Linked DNA regions of Mus musculus: all the other regions are linked to region 5. Evidence: chromatin contacts called from public HiChIP or PLAC-seq and promoter capture Hi-C data. All regions are on one chromosome and are shown on one strand. Each heading gives the region's core, a stretch centred on a gene start, on an enhancer-like site or on the middle of the called end of the contact. The rest is flanking DNA. Distances are from core to core; before and after follow the strand shown.

What was found. Promoter capture Hi-C pulls out the DNA fragments that hold promoters and counts their contacts. HiChIP or PLAC-seq counts read pairs in DNA pulled down with a chosen protein or histone mark.
Region 1: a contact with region 5 is called in a promoter capture Hi-C map of liver, with 3 times the contacts expected there. The contact joins the promoter of Mtf2 here to the promoter of Ankle2 in region 5. A contact is called at or near these places in 5 of 39 promoter capture datasets (the HPC-7 cell line, cranial neural crest, frontonasal cranial neural crest and 2 more), 2 of 115 datasets of contacts at active chromatin or transcription factors (astrocytes and embryonic stem cells) and 1 of 9 other capture datasets (liver).
Region 2: an H3K4me3 HiChIP or PLAC-seq map of embryonic forebrain shows a contact between it and region 5, with 7 times the contacts expected there. The contact joins the promoter of Tmed5 here to the promoter of Ankle2 in region 5. A contact is called at or near these places in 3 of 39 promoter capture datasets (cranial neural crest, frontonasal cranial neural crest and hippocampal neurons) and 3 of 115 datasets of contacts at active chromatin or transcription factors (astrocytes, embryonic forebrain and embryonic limb bud).
Region 3: a contact with region 5 is called in a promoter capture Hi-C map of cranial neural crest. The contact joins the promoter of Glmn here to the promoter of Ankle2 in region 5. A contact is called at or near these places in 3 of 39 promoter capture datasets (cranial neural crest, frontonasal cranial neural crest and hippocampal neurons).
Region 4: a promoter capture Hi-C map of hippocampal neurons shows a contact between it and region 5, with 3 times the contacts expected there. The contact joins the promoter of Dipk1a here to the promoter of Ankle2 in region 5. A contact is called at or near these places in 3 of 39 promoter capture datasets (cranial neural crest, hippocampal neurons and second pharyngeal arch cranial neural crest).
Region 6: a contact with region 5 is called in a promoter capture Hi-C map of pre-B cells, with 6 times the contacts expected there. The contact joins the promoter of Tpst2 here to the promoter of Ankle2 in region 5.

Annotation. Positions count from the first base shown.
Region 1 is chr5:108,063,710-108,067,149 of GRCm38.p6, reverse strand. It overlaps Mtf2 (metal response element binding transcription factor 2), which reads right to left and starts at 1,476. Exons shown (of 15, transcript NM_013827.3): 1 at 1,185-1,476. The coding sequence starts at 1,189.
Region 2 is chr5:108,131,015-108,134,961 of GRCm38.p6, reverse strand. Tmed5 (transmembrane p24 trafficking protein 5) reads left to right here and starts at 2,342. Exons shown (of 4, transcript NM_028876.3): 1 at 2,342-2,726. The coding sequence starts at 2,538. It overlaps Ccdc18 (coiled-coil domain containing 18), which reads right to left and starts at 2,048. Exons shown (of 29, transcript NM_028481.1): 1 at 1,964-2,048.
Region 3 is chr5:107,594,980-107,598,933 of GRCm38.p6, reverse strand. It overlaps Glmn (glomulin, FKBP associated protein), which reads left to right and starts at 1,295. Exons shown (of 19, transcript NM_133248.2): 1 at 1,295-1,390; 2 at 2,072-2,146. The coding sequence starts at 2,108. Rpap2 (RNA polymerase II associated protein 2) reads right to left here and starts at 1,238. Exons shown (of 13, transcript NM_144911.3): 1 at 1,074-1,238; 2 at 367-412. The coding sequence starts at 1,146.
Region 4 is chr5:107,985,415-107,989,117 of GRCm38.p6, reverse strand. Dipk1a (divergent protein kinase domain 1A) reads left to right here and starts at 2,041. Exons shown (of 5, transcript NM_026062.4): 1 at 2,041-2,169. The coding sequence starts at 2,116.
Region 5 is chr5:110,228,994-110,232,823 of GRCm38.p6, reverse strand. Ankle2 (ankyrin repeat and LEM domain containing 2) reads right to left here and starts at 1,820. Exons shown (of 13, transcript NM_001253814.1): 1 at 1,401-1,820. The coding sequence starts at 1,587.
Region 6 is chr5:112,274,693-112,278,491 of GRCm38.p6, reverse strand. Tpst2 (protein-tyrosine sulfotransferase 2) reads right to left here and starts at 1,747. Exons shown (of 7, transcript NM_009419.5): 1 at 1,721-1,747.

The sequences.
Region 1 (3,440 bases), core at 227-2,726, 2.2 Mb after region 5:
ATCCAGCATCCTAAAAAGAATCAGTTTTTTTACCCACAATTCTCTCCCAAAAAAGAAATTCCCAAAAGAAAAATTAAAACATAAAGGCTGAAAACAGTCTGCAGAAGTTCCTATGAAGATTACATGGAATCTATTTGAAGGAGAAAGTACTTGCTGCTAGAGAAAACGGAGTCAACCAACCACTAACATATTTCTAGCTCTACTTTGATCTCATGAGGTACTTTTCTATGTCAATTACAGGCTTGTCTGGGTTTTCAAATTCTAACTACTGTTGCATGGTAATATCTTCAACCAAAGTTAAAGGTTTTAAAGAATAAAACAGCATTCCATACCCCTTTTCCTATTGTTCACAATCTCTCGTACCACTCAATAAATCCATCTCTGCCAAAGAAAAAATTAACCACCAAGGACTGCAGATTGTAAATCACAGTTAAGAGTTCTGGCACTATGGAAATGTGTTAAGAAATCCTGGAAAATTTTGGTTAAACCCCTTAGTGCCGTAAGTAACTAAGTTGTAATGATGAATACAAATTATCAGGGCAAGAAATTTTAATTGAACGGAAGAAATGCCTCCAAATAAAAGCTATCTCTTCCCCGTATCAATTCACCTATCACTTCTTCTCTTTAAGCTTCCAGGGCTTGCTTTCCAGGGTATTTTCCTCATCCTCGTACGCTAGCTATCTAGCCCACCACTAGATTCCCCTACCACAATTCCACACAATTCCAGCACCCTCTGGTTCCAAACTGCTACTTTCCTTAGCACCCCTTAAAGTGCCAGTCAGCCCCTCTACTAGGCTCCCCGCATTCTGACGGCTCCTCCCCTCGGTTCCCCACCCCCTCATCACCAGGTTCATCCTGCCCCTCCAACCGTCTCCCGCCCCCAGGTTCCTTCCTGCCCTCCAAACACAGCTTCCCTGTCTCAACGTTTTATCTAATTCCACCAACTGACTCCCGAGCGGGGCGCCCCGCTCCTTCCCCCAGTCCCTATTTTTACCAACATCTCACTGACTACCCCTCCCGATCCATTCTTTCAACATATGCATCAATGCAAAAACACCCCCACACAGGACTCCCTTGCCCAAAGCGGAGCCTCCATCTTTCCCCTTTCTTTTGCTTCCTTTCTTTCGTCTCTCCTCATCCCAACCTCCTCCCAAAGAGTCGGTTCCCAGGCCAAGGTCTCTCACCTCATTCGGTCACTTAAGTGGTGCCAACCGCTTCATACAGGAAAATAGAAGCAATCTCGTTCCCGTGGGCGCTCCCCCGCGAGTCCGGGCACTCCCTGGGCACCCGCCCCAGCGGGAGCCCTGCGCACACGCACACACACACCGAGTTCCTTGGGGACGAGGGTTAGGAAGGAGAATGTGCGTGCTCACACCGGCCTCAAACACAGACCACTTCGCAACAGCCCTTCGCCATTTTGGTTTCCCGCGGACTAGCGGTGCATTCTGGGAGCGCGGAGCTACTCCGGGGCCGAATGGCAGCTCTCCAGAGCCGCAGAGGGGCGGGGCCTGCGCGGCGAGCGCGGAGGAACACCGCGCCCTGCGTCCCGGACCAGCGCTGAACAAAGAGGGACTCTTTAACGTCGCGGTGGAATTAAGTCCTCTTGCTGCCGGTGCAGACACAATAGTGAGCGCAGCGCTTCCCGACGCTGATGCTTGCCTTACTAGGTCTTTTAAAAAGAGAGATCGTGTCCAGTCTTTCGTGCGGTCTTTTTTAATGCCCTCAGAAATAGGATATTGCTCAGTACATCTTGATGGGGTGATTTCCTTTCTGAAGAAAGGAAATTATTAACTGGAAAAAATACTTTTCTTTTACCTTCACCTAGAGGCCTGCTGTTATAATCCCCTTAAGTGGGGAGGAGACCCTGGATGGCAAATTTCGTTCAATGAATACTATCCAAATCCAAACTTATCTGGAATCTGTAATGGGAGATTTTCACTTTTTTTTCCTCTGACGATGAACGAGATTTTTTTTTCCCTGTTTACCTGCTTTGTGACCTTTCCTAATTGTAGTGAAATTTGAGCATACCCTCCTGCAAAGCAGTTGATTGAAGGAACACACAACTTTCATACTATTGCAGGCTTTTATATGAGGCCCAGCTGATAAATGGAATGCATGCTTATATCTTTGACTTATATTTGAATGCAACCCAGCACTTATAGAAACACCTGTAATACGTTTCTATTTTGTGAAAATATTTTCAGAGTCATATACTTTTTATCACAGATTATGTCACAGAGGCAGTACTGAATTTTCTCTCTGAAGAAATACCTCTTATGATCTAAATTCCTTTCACTCATATTTCAAGAGTTCCCTTTAAGCTGGGCGGTGGTGGCGCACGCCTTTGATCCTAGCACTTGAGAGGCAGAGGCAGGCAGATTTCTGAATTCAAGGCCAGCCTGGTCTACAGAGTGAGTTCCAGGACAGCCAGGGCTATACAGAGAAACCCTGTCTCGAAAAACAAAACAAAACAAAACAAAAAAGAGTTCCCTTTACCTAGGTTCTGAAAAATCTGGCAAATAGGCATATTCATATTATACTACATTTTTTTTTCTTTTTTGAAGACAGAGTCTATCTATTATATAGCTCTGGTTGTCCTGGAACTCATTGTGTAGACCAGGCTTGCCTCAAGCTCACAGAGATCTTCCTGTCTCTGCCTCCTCAGTACTGGGATTAAAAGGCCTGAGCCACCATGGCTAGCTTTGTATTATACAGTATATTTTATTCAGTACATTATATCAATCTGTGTCTCTCCCTCTTTCTCTCTCTCTCTGTCTCTCTCTCTCTCTCATGTGTCTCTGTATCTGACTCTCTCACACACACACTGTCTCTCTCTGTCTCTCACACACACACACTCTCTCTGTCTCTCTCACACACACACACTCTCTCTGTCTCTGTCTCTCTCTCTCTCTCACACACACACACACACTCTCTCTCTCTGTCTCTGTCTCTCTGTCTCTGTCTCTCTCTCTCTCACACACACACACACACACACACACACTCTCTTGTCTCTGTCTCTCTCTCTCTCTCACACACACACACACACACACTCTGTCTCTGTCTCTGTCTCTCTCTCTCTCTCTCTCTCTCTCTCTCACACACACACACACACACACACACACAGTAGTTAAGAGCTCTTGAGTACCTGTGTTCAATTCCCAGCACCCACATGACAGATCACAGTGTCTTTAGCTCTAATTCTAAGAGGCAAAACAGCATAGTACATAAAATAAAAATAGGTAAGTCTTTTAAAAGAGGTTGGAGAGATGGCTCAGTGGTTAAGAGCACTGACTGCTCTTCCAGAGGTCCTGAGTTCAATTCCCAGCAACCACACAATGGGTCATAAACTGTAATGGGATCCGATGCCCTCTTCTGGTGTGTCTGAAGAGAAGGACTCTCTTATACATATACATAAAATAAGTAAATATAAATCTTGAAAA
Region 2 (3,947 bases), core at 1,093-3,592, 2.1 Mb after region 5:
GAGGCCAGCCTGGTCTACAGAGTGAGTTCCAGGACAGCCAGGGGTATACAGAGAAACCCTGTCTCAAAAAAGAACAAAACAAAACAAAACAAAACAAAAATCTTCCATAAATTCTTAAAAGCTATTATTACCAGGTAAGTTATCTCCTCCCATTCACAGTGGTTGTAAAATTTAACAACACTCGCGAGTCATAATCACAGATCAAAATGACATGTAGAGAGTGGATATGGTTACCATTCCTTTAATCCTAGCACTTGGGAAGTAGAGGCAAGTGGGTCTCTGTGAGCGCAAAGCCAACCTGGCCTGTATAGTATGACATGGTCTCAAAAAAATACAAAACAAAACAAAAATGACAGTTAGCAGTTCAACTCATAGAACTACATGCAGTGAACTGTTTGCTGCACCAACCTGTGAGCATGAAACTAAGTTTCTTGGCCATAAAAGAAAGATCATGGGGCTGGTGAGATGGCTCAGCAGGTAAGAGCACCTGACTGCTCTTCCAAAGGTCCAGAGTTCAAATCACAGCAACCACATGGTGGCTCACAACCATCCGTAACGAGATCTGACTCCCTCTTCTGGAATGTCAGAAGACAGCTACAGTGTACTTACATATAATAAATAATAAATAAATCTTAAAAAAAAAAAAAAGAAAAAAAAAAGAAAGATCATGATGGGCTGGAGAGATGGCTCTGGGTTTAAAGGCATTGCTCTTTCAAAGGGTTGCCACTGATATTCTCAGCCCCCACATGGTAGCTTACAATGGTCTGTAACTCGAGTTTCAGAGGATCCCAAACACCCACAGACACAGAGTAAAATTAATATTCTTGAAATCACAGTAAAGGATGCTTTATTATTGTAATTACTAAAATAAAAACTAAAAAGTTTTAGAATTTCCACTCCTACTATAGAACTTTCTGCATAATCTTACAATTTCACTTCTCTCTCATATTCCATTTAATTTTTTTTTCACTGTAGCACCTCTTTCATTGCCTTTCTTAAAATTTGGGTTACAGATATTATTAATTCCCACCTATTATGTTCAAGAGTGTAATGCACTTAGGAAAACTCAATTATTTTGAACGGATAAATGAATAAACTGCCTTCTCCCTCCCTCACTCAGGTAAAAACGGTCCTGGTACATTAATTTCCCACGCAAAATTTCTCAGGAGTAGGGTGGATTGGAAAAAAAAACAAAAACAAAAAAACACCTCGCACCTTATTGGAAAAAGTTGAGGCCTAAAATTAAACGAGATATTTTGTAGATGTAAATGTTTCTACCCTTTTCTACCCTGTTTCTGGTTTTCTTTTTAACAAATTTGCTTCTGCATAAGCTGGAAGACTTCCCCAGTCAGTGGCTCAGGAATCCATGCTACTTCACATCTATGCAACATCTCTAGCTTCGTACAGAATAATGGAGGAGAGAAAAGAAGAAACTTGAGACTAGAAAATGCTGATCAGTACTGTAGGACACCATTTAAGTCAGGCTTTTACGTTCAGCAACTTGTGCATTTTCACGTAAGAATTTTCTAGCCGTTCAGAATTGGATACGTCTGGTATTTAAACATCCTCATTTTCCTACGTTTACCTGTAGTATGTGTACGTAGAAAGGCTTATCATCTTACCTATAGGGCGGCCCTGACAACCGTATCTTCAAGTCTAGTGAAAAATGAGTTCTCACACACGCACACTCATCGAGCGAAGGACAAGCACTTTACACTCTATAAAATCCTGTGACAGGACTTTCCGCTTGAGAAAGAGTACATGGTTTTATACAGTATTTTATTTCAAGAAAGAGGTCCTCCATCTGCCTGTAGGGAGTAGAGCAAAGTCTGGCAGCCTCCTTTCCGATTCTGCCTCAAATAAAAGAAAACGCCTCACAAGCAGGCCAGGCGCAGGTCGACTGTCCCAAGAGAAAACAAACCCCTCGGGAAAGCCCTTTTCCAGCCAGGAGGCGTTTGCTCACCACCCAGATCGCAGGCGGGGTTAGCGTCCCCAGACCACGGCGCACCGCGAGCCTCCTCTGCGCTCGGAAGCCTGGGACACTCTCGCAGCCCACGACATGGAAGCCTCTGACTCTCGATGAGGAGAACCAGCGAACCTCCGAGGCGCCGAGTTCGAACCGCCGCGGCAGCCGTTGGGACCCGCCTCCCGGGCCCCGACCCCGCCCACCACGCGGGGCTCTGCGAACGGGAGCGGGGCGCAGGGCATGCCGGGAAATGAGTCTGGAAGCGCGGATGAGCGGCGTGCCGTGGTCACCTCGGACTACATTTCCCGTCGTTACCCCCGCCAACGTTGATTGGCGTGTGTGAGGGAAGCCGAAACCGACAAGTCTGGTGTGAAGGAAGGATGCGAAACCCAGAAGGCAGCCGAAAGGGGACGCTGGCCCCGCCCTCGCCCGGCCCAGTGGAAGGCAGTGCTTCCACCTTCCAAGAGAGTGAGGCTCGCCGCTGCCTGAAGTTCCCTCAGATCGGGATTTCAAATCGGAGACACCAGTATCCCGCACCTCCCTACACGCGTCCAGGCAGAGATCGACAGGGATGGGCGGCAGGATGTGGCTGCCATTCCCCGTGCTGCTCCTGTCCGCTCTGCCCGCAGCGTTGCTGCGCGGGGCGGCCGGCTTCACACCCTCTTTGGACAGTGATTTTACCTTCACGCTGCCGGCCGGCCGGAAGGAGTGTTTCTACCAGCCCATGCCCCTGAAGGCATCGTTGGAGATCGAATACCAAGTAAGTGCGGAAGTGGGCTAGCCTTCCTTGGGCCGGGCCGCACCACATGGTCGCCTCTCACCTACTTGGAAAAGGTGGGACAGCGACCGAGGTGAATCCGAGGAGGGTCTCCTGGGAAACTGGCCTGCTTGGCGCAGGCGTACTTAAGCGGGGCTCCTGGGAGCCTGGAACTCACAAGTTTGGCCAGTCCTAAAATTGACACCTACCCTCTCTCTTCCCTTTCCTCTGGTCGGAAAGAGGCCAGCACTGGTGACGTCAATGGCGTTACTCTTTGTTTCTTAATTCCCCCAAGCCATTTCAAGCTAGTTTACATACCCTACAGTTCTGAGAAGTTCGCTGTAAGGGGTTGATACACGTTCTTCTTTATTATTGGACGAAGTGATAACACTTGTTTGACTCACTCTCACCACTTTCACCAAATCCCGATATTATAAAATCGGCACGATGTTTTGAATTGTGGCTGGGCAGTGGTGGCACACGCCTCTAACCCCAGCATTCCCGTGGCAGAGGCAAGTGGATCTCTGAACAGTCAAGGCTGCATAGTGAAACCCAGTCTTGGGAGTATTGAATTGTGTCCATGCGAAGATCTCTAAGTCAGATTTTGAAATGTGTTGAAATGGACTGTTGCTGTATTTAGTGGTACATTGTCATCCCGGGTGTACATCCATCACTTTGAAATCAAATAAGATAATAGTGTATGACCTTTCTTCCATTGAACTTTGTCAGCTTTCTTCCCGTGTCATTGTTTTCTTTTTAGTATCAGCAGAATACGCTTATTATTAAATCTTTTTTTAATTCTTATGTAAAACTTTTATATGTGGAGCCTTTGGGATTATTTATAGATGTTTACAGTAATTACAGGAAGTATCTAAAGTCATAATATACAAAAATCTCAGCACAACTAAGGTTACAGCTTAATATTTCTTGATTTCCACTTGTGAACAAAAGTTTAGCATTTACTGAACAATTAATGTATGCAAGGAATTGTTCCAGGAGGAGGAACAAACTGAGAAAAACCTGGTTCTCAGGAGTTTGGGGGTTCATAGGCAGGCTTTGTTTGGGCTTGATGGGTTTGGTAGGCTGTGGTTGGATGGATGGTTGGTTGCTCTGGTTTTTGTGACAAGGTTTCAACTATGTATCCAATGGCATTGAATTCAGTATTTAGCCCAGGCTAGCCTCCGATCTCACAGGAGTCCTTCTCTAAGTCGTGTCCTCCCCCCC
Region 3 (3,954 bases), core at 46-2,545, 2.6 Mb after region 5:
CCACATTGGTTTTCCTACAGCTGAAGGACAGAGCAGTCTTACGTGAGAATCGACAGTGCTTCCTGAGTCTTCAGTATTTTCTCAAGAAAGGTATGCACTATGCTTTTAAACTATTTGGGCTGGAGTATAGCTCGGTAAATTAGACAAAGAGCTTCATTAGAATGTACAAAGTCTTTAAGTTCAATTCCCAGATTGCAAGATCAGAAAACAGAACATCAAAACAAAAAAACCAAAACCAAAAAGAAAAAAGAAAAAAAAAAAAAAAAAAAAGAAAAGAAAAAAAAAAAGAAAAGAAAAAAAAAACCAAATCAGATTGAATTAATGAGATAAAAGCAAAGTGAAATGCAGATGCCCACGTGGTTCTACCTTTTAGATGCATCTCCTCGTTTCAGGGCTCGGGTCTGTTTAGTACCTACAATTGAAGAGAGAAAAGTCAAGTGCCAATGCATTTGATGTAGCAGAGTAGTCCCCAAATATCACACTGTAGGCACCATTTCCTTTTCTCTCACACATCTCATTTCCAACTTCGATGTGTACAAAAAAAGAAAAACAACCCCCCCCCCAGAAAAACAAAAACAAAAGGGGGGGCTAAACAGGAAGCAAATTCAATTGTTTCTGTAAATTAATTACATTTTACATTTTCATGACGGCAGTCTCTTCGAGGACTCTTTCTCATCGGATGCGCTTTAATCAAGTGCTTTTAAAACACTCTCTAAACTGGGTTCCTTTAGAATAAACATTGCTCAGTCTCCCAAATGTTTGTTCCCTTGCCTAAAGAGAGGAGTCTGAGACCTCAGAGACCAGATATCAAAGCAATCCAAGGTTCAAGGCAACTGACCACCACCTGCCTTGGCCACTTGTTCCCACGTACGGGTAGATCCTAAAACCCCTGTGTAAGAGTGTGGGATTCCTCCCCCGAAGGCACTAGGACAGCCTGCGTTGGGAAGCTCTGGGCCTCATCCACCCGGAGTTCTCGCTCTCCCCGGCGCAGCCTCAGAAAGAGGCCCGCGCGTGCGTGGTACTCAAACCAAGGTCTCAGGGTCCCAGCCTGGGACGGTGGCTCTTGTTCGTACCGGTAGCATCTCGGTGGGTGCTGGAAGCCCGGGTACTTGGGCCTAGAGAGCAAGGTACGGCAGAGTCAGCCATGGGGAAATGCGGTCAGAAGAGGGGGTCGGGACAGCACATCTACCTCCTCACGCTTCGCCCGGAACCGGGCTGGGGGCGGGCCCAGGGAGGGCGGGGCGAGCGGCGGAGGGGGCGGGCCCAGGGCGGGGCGGGGCGAGCGGCGGAGGGGGAGGGTCCGGTCCGGGGGCGGGGCCAGGAGTGCGGCCTGCGCTACCTGAAGTGGAGAAGGAGGAGGAGGGCAAGAGGCAGGCGCGTGGATCGGCGGGTAGGTAGACATGCTGGGTCGGGCGGATCGGGCTCGCCGAACAGGACCTGCGCCGCACGCGGCTCTCCTGCTCGGCCTCTGGAGGTGCTGGAGCCTGGACACCCTGCCCTGCAGGAGCAGGGAGAAATGGCCTCCCTTCGCCTCAGCCAGGCGCGGTAGGGTGTGATTTTCCTGTTCGCGCCTGCGGGGCAAGGACCTTCGCTGCTGGCCTCCTTTTCGTGATACTCGGTGATCTCACTGACGATTGTTTATGTGAGGAGGGAGATCCTGTGGAGAATGGGGTGGGCGGCATCGGAATCTTCAACTTCTTTGGGTGACTTAATTATGTTGGATTCCAGTTTTTGTCAATGGGACATTTAAAAAAATTACTTAATGATTAGATTTTTCATTCCAGGTCCACAATTTGGATTTTTGTTTTCCTTTTAAACAAAGGCTTTTCTAGTAGTTCTTTCTAGGGCTCTTTTTATTTTTTTACTCGTCATTCTTTAAAAATTACTTTCTTTAGGCATTATATCAGGGGCTTTTAAAAATGCTTCATTAGGCTAACACAGTAACGTTCAGTAATAGCAGTTAACCTATAAAACTTTACATTGTGTTTGTTGTCTAATAATTCAGAATGAAACGGTTTATGAAACATAATTTACATGGTATCACACAATTAACTGGGTTTTTTTGTATTAGTTCATTACAGCATCAAAATTAGGAAAATAATTAGGAATGGCTGTGGAGGAACTTCAGAGCATAATAAAAAGATGTGTAAGTACTTCTCCGAAAACACCTTTAAATATATGGGAAGGGCATAGAGTATCTTTACTTTGTGGTCACTCATGTTATTTATCTTAACTAAATTCTGCTTCTTCTTTTTTGACTTGTAAATATCAAAAAATCAGGAAAGTAGATTAGATGATAATGATGATGGTGGTGGTGACTTTCAATCCTAGTACTTTTGGGAGGCAAAGGCAGAGGGGTCTCTGATTTTGAGGCTGGCCTGGTTTACATGGTAAATTTCCAGGACAGCTTGGGCTATGGAGAGAGAGAGAGAGACCCTCGCTCACAAGGGGCATAAGGGGCTAGAGAGATGGTTCAGTGGTTAAGAGCACTTGTTCTTGCGGAGGACCTGGGTTCATTTCTCAAAACCCAGGCCCTGTTCTGGCCCACAATGGGCATCAGGCACATGCATATGTATGAAGGTAAACGTTAGTAAATTGTATTTAAAAGCATATTAAATCATGTACATGTCTGTTTATGTGTGTTGGTAGGGGGTATATATGAGTATAAGTGCCTGGCATGGAAGCCGTAGCGTTAGGACCACTCAGAGCTGGAGTTACAGGTGGTTGTGAGCCACCTGATCTGGGTGCTGGGAATTGAACTCAGGTCCTCTGCAAGGATAGTATTTGCTCTTATCTACCAAACCATTTCTCTAGTCCCAGTAGTCTTTAATTTTAAATTTCTTATTGTTTTCATAAGTTTCTCTGGTACAGTAGGTTCAAGATCACTCCTTAAGCCATACTGATTCATGCTTATAGACAGCAGTCAGGAGCTGTGACAAGAGGACCTGAAATTTCCAGGTCAGCCTAAGCCTCCTCATGAGAGCCCGTCTCAAAAGCCAAAATGAATAAAGCCAATCATTAAAATATTAGGATAATTCTAATTTTTATCTGTGTCTTAGTCAGGGTTTCTATTCCTGCACAAACATCATGACCAAGAAACAAGTTGGGGAGGAAAGGGTTTATTCGGCTTATACTTCCATACTGCAGTTAATCACCAAGGAAGTCAGGACTGGAAGTCAAGCAGGTCAGAAAGCAGGAGCTGATGCAGAAGCCATGGAGGGATGTTCTTTACTGGCTTCCCCTGGCTTGCTCAGCCTGCTCTCTTATAGAACCAAGACTACCAGCCCAGAGATGGTCCCACTCACAAGGGGCCTTTCCCCCTTGATCACTAATTGAGAAAATGCCTTACAGTTGGATCTCATGGAGGCATTTCCTCAACTGAAGTTCCTTTCTCTGTGATAACTCCAGCTGTGTCAAGTTGACACAACGAGCCAGTACAATTGACCCCTTGTCAACTTGACACACAAACACATCACTAGTAAGCCTCAACCCTTGCATTCTTATTCATCCCCAAGGTCTAAATAACTTTAAACGTCTCAAAGTCTTTACATATTCTTAAAATTTCAATCTCTTTAAGATATCCATCTCTTTTAAAATCCAAAGTCTTTTTACAATTAAAAGTCTCTTAACTGTGGGCTCCACTAAAATAGTTTCTTCCTTTAAGAGGGAAAATATCAGGGCACAGTCACAGTCAAAAACAAAAATCAATCTCCAACCATCCAATGTCTGGGATCCAACTCAAGATCTTCTGGGCTCCTCCAAGGGCTTGGGTCACTTCTCCAGCCATGCCCTTTGAAGCACACGCGTCATCCTCTAGGCTCCAGATGCCTGTACTCCACTGCTGCTGCTCTTGGTGGTCATCTCATGGTACTGGCATCTCCAAAACACTGCATGACCCCTTCAGTCCTGGGCCGTCAATTGCAACTGAGGCTGCACCTTCACCAATGGCCTTCC
Region 4 (3,703 bases), core at 792-3,291, 2.2 Mb after region 5:
CTTGAAGCACTGGCTGGCATGAAACTAGCTATATAAACCAGGCAGGTCTTGAACTCACACATATCTGCTTGCTACTACCTCACCTGGCCTTGACCAGTTTTGTTTTATTTTATTTTATTTTATTTTATTTTATTTTATTTTATTTTATTTTATTTTGAGATAGGGTTTCCAAATTGTGCAGGTGAGCTGGGCTGAGGCTGTCCTTGAATTCCTGATCTGTTTACACCTCCCAAGTACTATGACTGTGGGCATGTCACCACAACTGGCTCTTACCAGACTTCTCTATAGTCATTGTGTTTATTATTTATTGCCTGTCTTCTCATCTCCAAAATGTAATATCCATAAAGTTAGGAATTCTGCCTGCTTTGTCTTTTTGTGTACATAGCAAAAAAATTTGAACAGTGTCTGGATGCTAAGAAAATACTTATTGCAGAGCTGGAGAGATTGCTCCGTGGTTAAGAGGGCTTCTGGCTGTTCCAGAGAACTCGAGTTTGGTTCCCAGCACCCAAGTTGGGCAGCTTAAAACCAACTGAAATTCCAGCCCCAGGTGTTCTGATGCCCTCTTTTGGCTTTTATAAGCAATCACACAAATATGGCAGACATACACATATAAATAATAAAATCTTAAAAAAAAAAAAAAAAAGGGCTGGTGAGATGGCTCAGCAGGTAAGAGCACCCGACTGCTCTTCCGAAGGTCCGGAGTTCAAATCTGAGCAACCACATGGTGGCTCACAACCATCCGTAACGAGATCTGACTCCCTCTTCTGAAGTGTCTGAAGACAGCTACAGTGTACTTACATATAATAAGTAATAAATAAATCTTTAAAAAAACAAAAAACAAAAAAACAACTAAAGGAAACCGGTAGGATCCGTCCTTTCCTCCTTCTTCCTTCCCTCCCTTTGTCTGTCTTTGTCTTAAGTAGCTCCGGTTGGCCAAGTGCTGGAATTACAGGCATGAGTCACCATGCCCAGCTCATATTTACTTTTACTTTAGAAATTACTGAAGTCATTTAATTAAAAGTGAAAGTCAGTGGCTCATGCACTTCTTTGCGAGTAACAAAATATTATCCAGGTTAAAGACCTGTTTCCAGAAACTGAAAGCACTAGAAACATAAAGTACGGCATAGCAAGGGAAAAAAATGAAGTAGGACCTGCATCTCCCTGCATTGAAGTCACTCAGATCAATAGCTGTACTCCTCCCAGGGTGGCCCCTTCTCCCTTATTTGGCCATCAGTGTCAACAGAAGAAAGCAACGCCTTGAGGTGTATAGCCTTAACTGAGCTGCTCTGCTATATCCTAGAAGGTCTCCTGCCTTCACTGTATTTATCCGGCATTTATTTATTTAATTATGTATTTAACGTGTGAATCATGATTCTGTGGTAGAGGCAAGAAAACTCTGAGGCTGTTTTGCAAACAATGCAAACTTCAAAAAGTCGAAATGGTAAAAAAGAAAGAAAAAGAAATAAAAGAAAAAAATTGCATTAAATTTAAGGTACGCAAAGAGGCGAAGTGTCTGGAAGGCCACGCAGAACTGAGCGGGAAGGAGTCCCTTCCTCCCCTAGATAGCGGTGGTCGCGTCTCCGGAGAGCCTCCTTTCCCTGGAGAGGATCTATGAGTTAGTTGGTCGCCTAGGATGCAGCTCTAAGCATCCACAGAATTTCCGTGCAATCCGCTCGCACAGGTCCAGAGCGCGGACGGCGGGACTCCGCGCGTGAAGCCGCAAGCCTCACAGTGAAGTGGGCGCTCCACGGAGCCCACGTTTTGCGCACCCCCGTGCTGCTCGCACCCGCCTCGGCCGTACCCCTCCCCCGTCCGCGCCTCCCCTTTAAGCACGGAGGCGCAGGCGGATTTGTGTCGGCGGACGCGAGGCTCGACTCCCCTTTATGGCGGAGCCCCGCGCCCGCGCCTTGACGACCGCCGCGGCTGGCGGTGGGGGTGGGGTTCTGCGCGCGGAGCCGGCCTCCGCTACCCGCCGCCCTCGCCGCAGCGCGGCCCCGGGGAGCGCGCGCCGGGGGCGGGCCGTGGGCGGGCCGGCGGGGCAGGGGCGGGGAGGCCGGCGGGCGGCCGCGCTCGGGTCCGCCTCCGACTGCGGCGCGGCGGGGCGATGTGAGTGCCATGGCGAGGAGTCTCTGCGCGGGGGCCTGGCTGAGGAAACCCCATTACCTCCAGGTAGGCCGGCCGCGGCCCCGCCACGCGCCCTCCGCTCCGCGCCACGCGGGACTCAGCGCCCCGTCCTCCCTCCGTGCGCGCCCCGCCGCCTCCTGCGGACCGGCACCTGGCGGCGCGCCCTCCCAGCCCTGGTCCCGCTCCTCGGGCGCCGCCCCAGCCCTGAGCCCCTCTGAGTCCCGGCCCCGGACGCGCCGCGGTCCCTCCTCTGCGTGCTCTCCCGCTTTCCCCAAGGGCCCCCCCTCGACCTGCCATTCCTGACTCTGTGTCTGGGGTAGGAAAGGGTGGTGTGTCATTCCTCCATGCTCCACAGAATCGTGACCGATTGTCATACCAGTGGTTCCCCAAGTCCCAGCCAGTAGCTGTGCCTCGTGCAGATCCCCTGGGTTTGGTGTTCTCATCACATCTCTGGTTTAAATGGGAGGGAGGAGTAGGCAAGCTCGATCGAGGCGATGCTTTTGCAAAAAGGGGATGGTGACCGTTGTACGGCTCTTCACTCAGCCCGCCAGCAGTGCGAACGCAATTCACAGTCACGTCGTGTGTACTGTTGCCGTGTTAATTTTTCATGATTTTCTGTTCCGCTGTCAGTAGGCTTTAGAACCCTCCTGCTGCTTTGGTGCACTGTTTGGTCACCAGGGGGACCTAGTAGACGTCGTGAGTAGCTGAGCACAAATCCATAGCTCGGATGGAAAAACAACTACAAATCAATGCCTCACACATTGGCAGTATTGTTATATGTCTCTAGAGGACACTGCTTACATTAAAAGGCCTGACGACATGGGACGTGTATTTAGGTCAGTTGTTGGTGTGCTTCTTATGAGTATGGAAAAAAAAGAAAAAGTTGAGGAGAAACCGTTACTGTCCAAATAAATCTTATATTTTAATTTGAAATTTGCAAGTGTAAGTCATTACATCGAAACGAGAGAAACCCAGATTGAGAGACTGACTTGACAACTCATGGTTTTAAGGGTGTAAAACTGAATGTTTGTAGCAGCGCCACCAGAAATAGTTGTGCCTTGAGTACCAGTATTAGAACCTAGTCTAGCATTCCACCCCTCCAGGTTAAAGTATTTGGGCATGTTTAAAATCTTTGAACTTAAACTACTTAGCTTTCTATTATTAATTTTTGGAGTTGGTAGAGCTTTAGGCTTTAGTTTTGGCTTTAAATGTTTTCCACAGATGTGAATGCAATCTTTGGCGCTATAACTGTACAAAGGTTTTCTGATGTGGTTAAGGTTAGAAATTAAGAGTTCTGGATTCAATCCCCGACACCACGCAAACAAAATTAGTTTTACAAATAGTTATGCTTACATTAATGACAAACACTTAGTGTGTTTCTTACTTTTCTGAATTTGCATCGTTATCAATGATGAAATTAGGGTAAGCTTGCTAGTGGGCTAATATTAAGATTATTAATTTTTAAAAATGTTTAAACTATTTAAATACCAGCACTTGGGAATCAGGCCTCTGAGTTTGAGGCCAGCATAGTCTACATAACAAGTTCGAGATTAGTGACGACTACATAGAGAAATTTTGT
Region 5 (3,830 bases), core at 571-3,070:
TCTTTCAGTGAAACAAGATGCCGCAAACACTGGTCTTGGCTCTCTCTATACCCTTTTAGCCACATGCACTGGGTGATTTTCACTGTGACCTGCTCTTGAGTTTTTCGTACAGTGTTCACTGAGTAAACGGGCTAGTGCACACTATATTTATTAAAGTTGCCCTTACTGCTTTGTGCTTTCCTGTAACTGCACCTACAAGTGTATATGTGTGTGTATTTCCAAGTCGGAGACTAGTCTCTTTCGGTGCCACTTCCTTTTTTAACACTCAACTGTTTGTTTTACATCCTGACCAAAGTTTGCCCTCCCTCTCCTCTCAGTTCCTCTCCACCCCATCAACCAGCCCTGGCACATCAAGTTGCAATAAGACCATGCTATTTTCTTAGCGGGGTCAAGAGAATGTAAAACCCAAAAGACAAGCATTGGCCCTGTTGTCACAACACAAACATTTCATTTCTCCACGGCCATGTAAAAATAACCAGCATTACCCTGACCTTCCTGTTCCCATTTCTTAAGCAAAAAACAAACAAACAAAAACAAAAACACGAAAACAAAACCCCCAAGAAACCAACGACTGCTAAGAAAGGGTTGATATGTATGTCAGTGGTAGAAGACTTGTCAAGATGTGCCACGCCTTGAGTTTTATACCCAGCCCTAAGTAATTAAAAAATGAAATTGTGTTTAAGTTCATAGTAGCAAATGGAGCCTCTGTTACCCGTAAGATCTTGTTAGGGTTGGGTTATCTCTAAAGTTCTAAAGTTGAGTTAATGGCTTAAAATGTCATTTTCCTTCTAGAAGAATTACTTTTCATCTTCCACTAAGAACTAGATTTAGGAGAAAGTGAGCGTTAGTGAAAAGTGGCTTCATACGAACACATACCTCGGGCTGGTGAAAGAGCACACCGACTGCTCTTTCCGAAGGTCCTGAGTTCAAATCTCACAACCACATGGTAGCTCACAACAAGAGACCTGACGCCCTCTTCTGGTGCGTCTGAAGACAGCTACAGTGTACTTATTTATAACAATAAATAAATCTTTGGGCGGGGGGCCGATCGGAGTGAGCGAGCAGGGTTGACCCGAGCGAACAGAGGTCCTAAATTCAATTCCCAACAACCAGATGAAGGCTCACAACTATCTGCACAGCTACAGTGTATACTCATAGACATAAAATAAGTAAATCTTAAAAATAAATTTAAAAAATTCTAAAGAAATCTTAAAAAACAAAACAAAAACAAAACACATACCTCGTAAACATGGGATTACAGTTTAGAGAGGTGGAGAGAAGAAGTGCTAACAGGGCTGTGGGTTCTCATCAAAAGTTTCCAAAATATCCGCGATAGGGTCTTACCGTATCCAGGGGGCGTGGAGAGTGAGGTTTTCCTCCCACGACTGACGCTGCCTTACCTGGCTGTGCGGCCACCGCTTCAGACGCGCTGGGCGGAGAGGAGAGCGTCCCGCAACGGTTCAGGTCCCGCGGCCGCTTCTCTAGCCGGCGGACCAGCCAGCGCACGGCGATGAACAGCACCGAGGCGCCCAGGAGCTCCCAGGCCAGGGCCGCCCACTCCACCACAGCCAGCCGCTGCCACAGCATCGCCACCGCCGGCGCCGAGGCCTTGAGCGCGGCCGCTGCAAATGCAGCCCGCGTCGCTCCCGCCTCCGGCCCTCAGAAGACCGCTCGCCTCGCCACGGGAGTCGCGCCTGCCCCAAGCCTCCTCCTCCGCCCGGCCGTGGTTAGACCAGGCGGGCTGCGCGCGCAGTGCGGGCCGTCCCGTTTCCCAACGATCAGGCTAGAACGCGGCCCGGAACGCAGCCTCAGGCGGCTCCGGAGGCAGCCCGGGGTCCTGATTAACGCGAGCGCAGCCCGGCAGTGGCGCGGGCAGCTTGGTCGGGGTCCTGAGTCGGACTCGGCGCGCTGCCTGGCGCGGCTCGCTCTTCAGGTGCGCCGCCCCGAGTTGTCGCTGCTGGAGAGCGCGAGCGGGCTCCTGGGTCACCCAGACTGTGTGTCATCCCGAAGCCAGCAGAGCTGGGGCCATAGTGCTTGACTGATAGGGGCTGAGGATGAATACGGCGGCCAGAAAGCCCAGCTCTGCCTCCTGTTGTTAATGAAGATTTTCTCTGGAATACAGGCAGAATGCCTATACCATTCCGACGGATAACGCGAAAGCCTACCTAGCACTGGGATTAAAGATGTGAGCCACCATGCCAGGCTGCTGATTTTAATTTTTGAAGTCCTTTTCTAACCTTTGTTTTTCTTTTTTGAGTCTTAACTATATATCCCCAAACTGGCCTTATGCTGGAGATCTGCCTCCTTGAGCTCGCAGAAATGTGATTACAAGCATGTCACATTAATTTCTGCCCACAGATCATGAGCTATGGAAGCCCGTGATGGTGTAGAGGCTTCTCACATGTACTCTGAGTGGTCTTTAGAAGGCAGAGTGGAGGATGGAGGCCTGTTCTGTTCAAATGTGTATCCTACCTCCTGCCAGTGAGAACTTGGTAAGACCAATTCTCACTATCCGGAGAGGGTGGCCTGAGGAATGGCCTAAAAAGGCCTGAGTGGAGGCCCCGACACGTTCAATTTACAGGTTACCAGCCAAGAGTCAGATATACATACCCTTCAGGTCATATCTTCAGTTAAAGATGTTACTTACTCCTCAGAACAGTCTCAGGGAAGCCAAACTAGATGACTTGAGAAATGCTAAGATGAATTTCCAGTTATTTTTATAGCCCCAGGATTAGAAAGCTAATTTAGATGTATTTCAGTATTTAGCTGGGCGTGGTGGTGCACATCTTTAATTCCAGACAGAAGCATGTGGATATCTGTGTTCGAGGCCACCCTGGTCTATAGATCCAGCCCAAGAGGCATCCAAGACTAAGTAGCAAAACCTTGTCTCAAAAAAACCAAGATAAATAAGTTAAATTTAATTATAGGCAGATGGGTAAAGTAGTATTAATTCCTTAAAGAAACAGGTACAGGAATATGTCATAGAGCAGTGGAGAACAACTTTTAATGTTTTGTCTTTTGCTTCATAATTGTGTTTATTTAAAGAGACCATGTGGGGTGGGGGGCTGAAAAGATGGCTCAGCGGTTAAGATCACTGACTGCTCTTCCAGAGGTCCTGAGTTCAATTCCCAGCAACCATATGGTGGCTCACAACCATCTGTAATGGGTTCTGATGCCCTCTTCTGGTGTGTCTGAAGACAGCAATGGTGTACTTTCATACATAAAATGAATAAATCTTTTAATAAATAAATAACCATTGTTCATTAAGACTGTTAGATCTGTGTGTTATAACTAAAACATTTACTTGAAACCTAGGCAGCTGAGGATCTTGAGTTCAAGACCAGCCTGTTTCAAAACCAAAGACTTGCCGGGCGTGGTGGCGCACGCCTTTAATCCCAGCACTCGGGAGGCAGAGGCAGGCAGATATCTGAGTTCGAGGCCAGCCTGGTCTACAGAGTGAGTTCCAGGACAGCCAGGGCTACACAGAGAAACCCTGTCTCAGAAAAACAAAACAAAACAAAAACAAAAACAAAGACTTACCAGAAATGTACTATACTTTCAGAGATCTGGCCATATGTTATATGCTGTTGGTCTCAGCCCATAGTAGAGAATTCAGTAGAGAGAATTGGGAACAGCAGCATCCAGGAGCCTGAGGTTTTCAGGTGGAGACATATAACTAAGCTAGGACAAACAGCAGGCCAGGAATAATGGTCTATGGGTTGCAGCTAGGCCTACCAAGCTGGCTAGGAGGTCTACTTTCAGAGTGAAAAGGTATGTAAGTGTGGAGAAAGCCCACTGTGACCTTCCTGATGGAGATAGTAATGTTATAC
Region 6 (3,799 bases), core at 498-2,997, 2.0 Mb before region 5:
CCATAGTGACGTGAAGGCCAGCCCGAGTCACAGGAGACCCTGTCTCAATACACACTTTCTCGACGGAGCTTGCACACACACACACACACATGCACACATGAACGCGCACCCCCCCCCTCACTGTGGGAAGCACAGTGACTCTCTTTTATAACCTTACCTCCCCCAGCACAGGAAGAGGGTGGGCAGGTCCAGGCCCTAACCCCAACAGGTACTGAAGCTGTCAACCACAAATCTGCTCACCACTGCTGCTTACTAGCAGGTCCCAGGAACCGCCCGGATGACATGCAGGGTACCCCTCAGAGCACTAATGAACTAGGAAATCATTTATAACAAATGCATTGAAGCCAGGAAGACGCTGATGTTTCAGAAGAAACGAAACATATTCAGAATTTATGGGAAACCTCAAGCCAGGCAAGTGGCACAAGCCTCTAATTCCAGCACTCCGGGGCTGAAACCGGAGAGTCTGGGGTTCAAGGTCAGCTTGAGGTAGATAAGACTTGGTCACAAATATCATCATAACCATCACATTCCAGAGGCAGTAAAGTGGTAAGGCACTTTGGGAGTTTGGCAGCTCCTCAATAGGTTAAACTTTAAAGGGATCCTGAAATTTAGGCAAAACTGAAAAGAGAAATACAGTGTGTGTATTCCCAGCAACAATACTAATCACAGCCATAAAGGAACATCAACCCACTGTCCATCTACAAACCAATGGACTACACACACACACACACACACACACACACAATATCCACACTAGGAAATACTATGCACATGAGGAACCATACACAGAACCACCCAGAGCAGAGAAATCCATAGACAGATAGTAGTGTAGATGAAGGTGAGCCGGGGTCTGGGGAAAGAGGTTTGGGAGTTGAGGGTTAGGGACTGCTGCTTTGGGGGATGTACAAATGTTCTAAAAGTAGACGAGGATCAGTGCGTAATGTGAGCATCCTAAAACCCACCAACCACCTAAAGTTTACTTCCAAAAGAAGATTTATATGGTTAGTGGATCAGACCTTCAGAAAAAGTGTTACAAAAAAAAAAATCCTTAGATACGGTTTTTAAAACAAGATATGGTAAATGGAATGAGCCCAAGGCGAGGCAAGGCGGGTACAGCGGTTCACAAATAACTTAACAGCTTCTTCAGGGTAACGAAACAAACCCAGTTCTGTATGTCCGGAAACAGAGGCTGGAGAAAGGGCATGTCCCCAATACTAAGCCGGAGCCTCCCAGCCCGATCTGCCCCAATGCAGAAGCTGGGCCTAACTAACCATCGGGCATCCCTGCTAGAATGAAAGAAACAAGGGGTTGGGGAGGGCAAGGAACAGTATGAACACCGGGAGCAGTGGGTACAGGGGCAGCCACCTCTGGGGGGAGGGGGGAGGGTCACACGCTCGCTCGCGCGCACAAAACCCCGCGGGAGAGTTTCTGCCCCGTCCTAGCTGTGAGTCCCAGCGCCCGGGCACGTGACCCCAGGCCTCAGTTTCCCACGTGTGAAGCAGGAAGCAAGCAAAACAGGGCAGAGCAAGAGAGGTCTACGCGTTCTTAAGAACCACCGTGGGCCGCGACCTCCGCAAGTTAACTTCCCCGCGGCGCCGCGCGGGTGGGGCTCCAGGCCACGCGCGTCCTCCCGCGGCGACCAGGCCTGTCCGCGCCGCCCACCGTCCGGACCGCGCCACGCAGCCCTGACCTGGTACTGGCCGAGGCCGCTGCCACCTACCGTGCCCAAATCGGCGCCCGCGCAGACTCCGGCTCCCTGCCGGCCGCCAGGGAGGCGCCGCGAGGGGCGGGGCCGCGTGTCGTGACGCAAGGGGCGGAGCCACTCGTGATCACGCCCCTGTCGCCTAGTGCTTGACCACGCCCCCAACGTCTATCGCTAGAGCCGCGACACTCCAGGCTTGCCCAGAGGGTTGGGGGCGGGACCCAGATAGGCCCTGCCCACACGCACGGCCTCCGCCACTCCCCCTCCCCTAGCTTCCCCTCTAGCGCCATGACGCAAGGGGTGTGGCCAAGAGAGCCCGCCCCTTCCAGCGTTGCCCCGCCCTCATCTCCTCCCCGGGGGCGGAGCCCCTGCCGTTAGAGCTTGCTGCTCTGGCTCCTTTAACTACGCAGGGCGTTCCTCCTCTGCACGGCATCCTTGAGGGCGCAGCCACAAGCTGGCGTTCAGACGCTGAGCGGGATGGCTGTCCGTCAGCGCAGGGGTGTGCACTATAGGTACAGGATTGGGTCCCAGAAAGGAGCCAGCCCAAGGTGTGCAGAGCAAAGGAGAAGGTGTAGGCTAGCCTCTCGCTGCGTCCTCTATAGCCTCTGTTTACAGCGCGCGCGCGCGCGCACGAGTTGTGGTGTGTTTTACCATTTTAAAATACATTAGATGGCTCGTTTGGTAAAGACGCTTGCAATCCCCGAAACCCGTGCAGAGATGGAAGAGTAGAACCGGCTCCACAAAGTTGTCTCCGACCTCCACACGTGTGCCTTGACACACAGTAATAAAAATAAATATTGAAAATAAAATCCTGGTGTTTGCGAGATGGCTTAGTGGGTAAGAGCGCCTGCCTCTAAGTCTGACGACATGAGTTCGATGAGGGACCCACATCATACAAGGACGTACCCCTCCCACCCAAACAAATCCTTTGACCTTCCAGGGTGTTGTGAAACCGTATACCCCAAACCTGTACAAAACTAAATGAAATTCATTTTTATACTAGTTACAACTAACACAAATATCTCTACAGGCCAGACAAAGCAAGGCACACAGATATGTGTTTGTCATTCATTCATTCATTCATTCATTCATTCATGTAGTCTATAAAACAGTGCCTGCCCTGTGGGAGATGCTGGGCTGACAAAGTCCCCGTCTTGGTGAAGCCAGTTACCAAAAATGAAACCACACAACATAGCATTTACTGAGTGCATATTTGAGATTTTTTTTTTTTTTTTGTGACTAACGACACAGCTCTGGGAGTTTTATACTATTTATGGGTGAAGAAAGATCAAAGAGCAAGGTCTGCCTGAAGGGGACTTCTGCTCCGCTGAGGGCTTTCTCTGAGCTTTATGATTCCACAAGTAAGCTGGATTCCCCTCAACAAGCCTTCCCAGCAGGGTCTGGAACTGGCCAGGCAAGAGTAGGTTCCAAAACTAGTCCAGGGAGGAAAAAATGAGGTGCTTACCTCATGACCCAAAGCACAGGCAGGGTGGCCTGTGCAACTAGTCATGAAAAGAACATTAGTCACAGCAGGGCCCGGGGGGGGGGGGGGGGCAGGATCCAGAAAGGAGGAGGTCAGCCTGGGGCCTTGCTTGAAGACAGGTAGGCAGGATGTGGTGGAAGGGGAGGATGTGGCCTGGCTCCTGTGCACTGTGGAAAGGCATCTATCTCCACAGGATCCTGCTGAAATGGAGACAGGGTCCATGTTCATCAGGGAAGAGTATGGCTAGATAAGATTTCTGTAGAGACCCCCTTGGGGTGCTTTTAGGGAGGAACAAGCAGGTAAGGGCTTTGGCTCATCCCAGGGGTGGTTAAGCATCCCAGGGTAGGCAAAGGATGCAGAGGAAGGATTCTGCTTCCACAGATGCTAGGAAGGCAGGAGAGGCAGATCTGATGGGACAGCTGGAATGAGCATGCTCTCAGTCACCCACCCAGATTAGCAAACACGCAGATCTTAATCTGTCACCTCCTGGATCGATAGGACACCCCCTGACCCCCTTGTGGATCAGCCTGGGAATCTAATGTGACTTTGAAGGCAGGTGGGTGAACCAGTCATCAATGTCCCTGGCCTGGGACCTTCTGGGATGGGCATCTCCT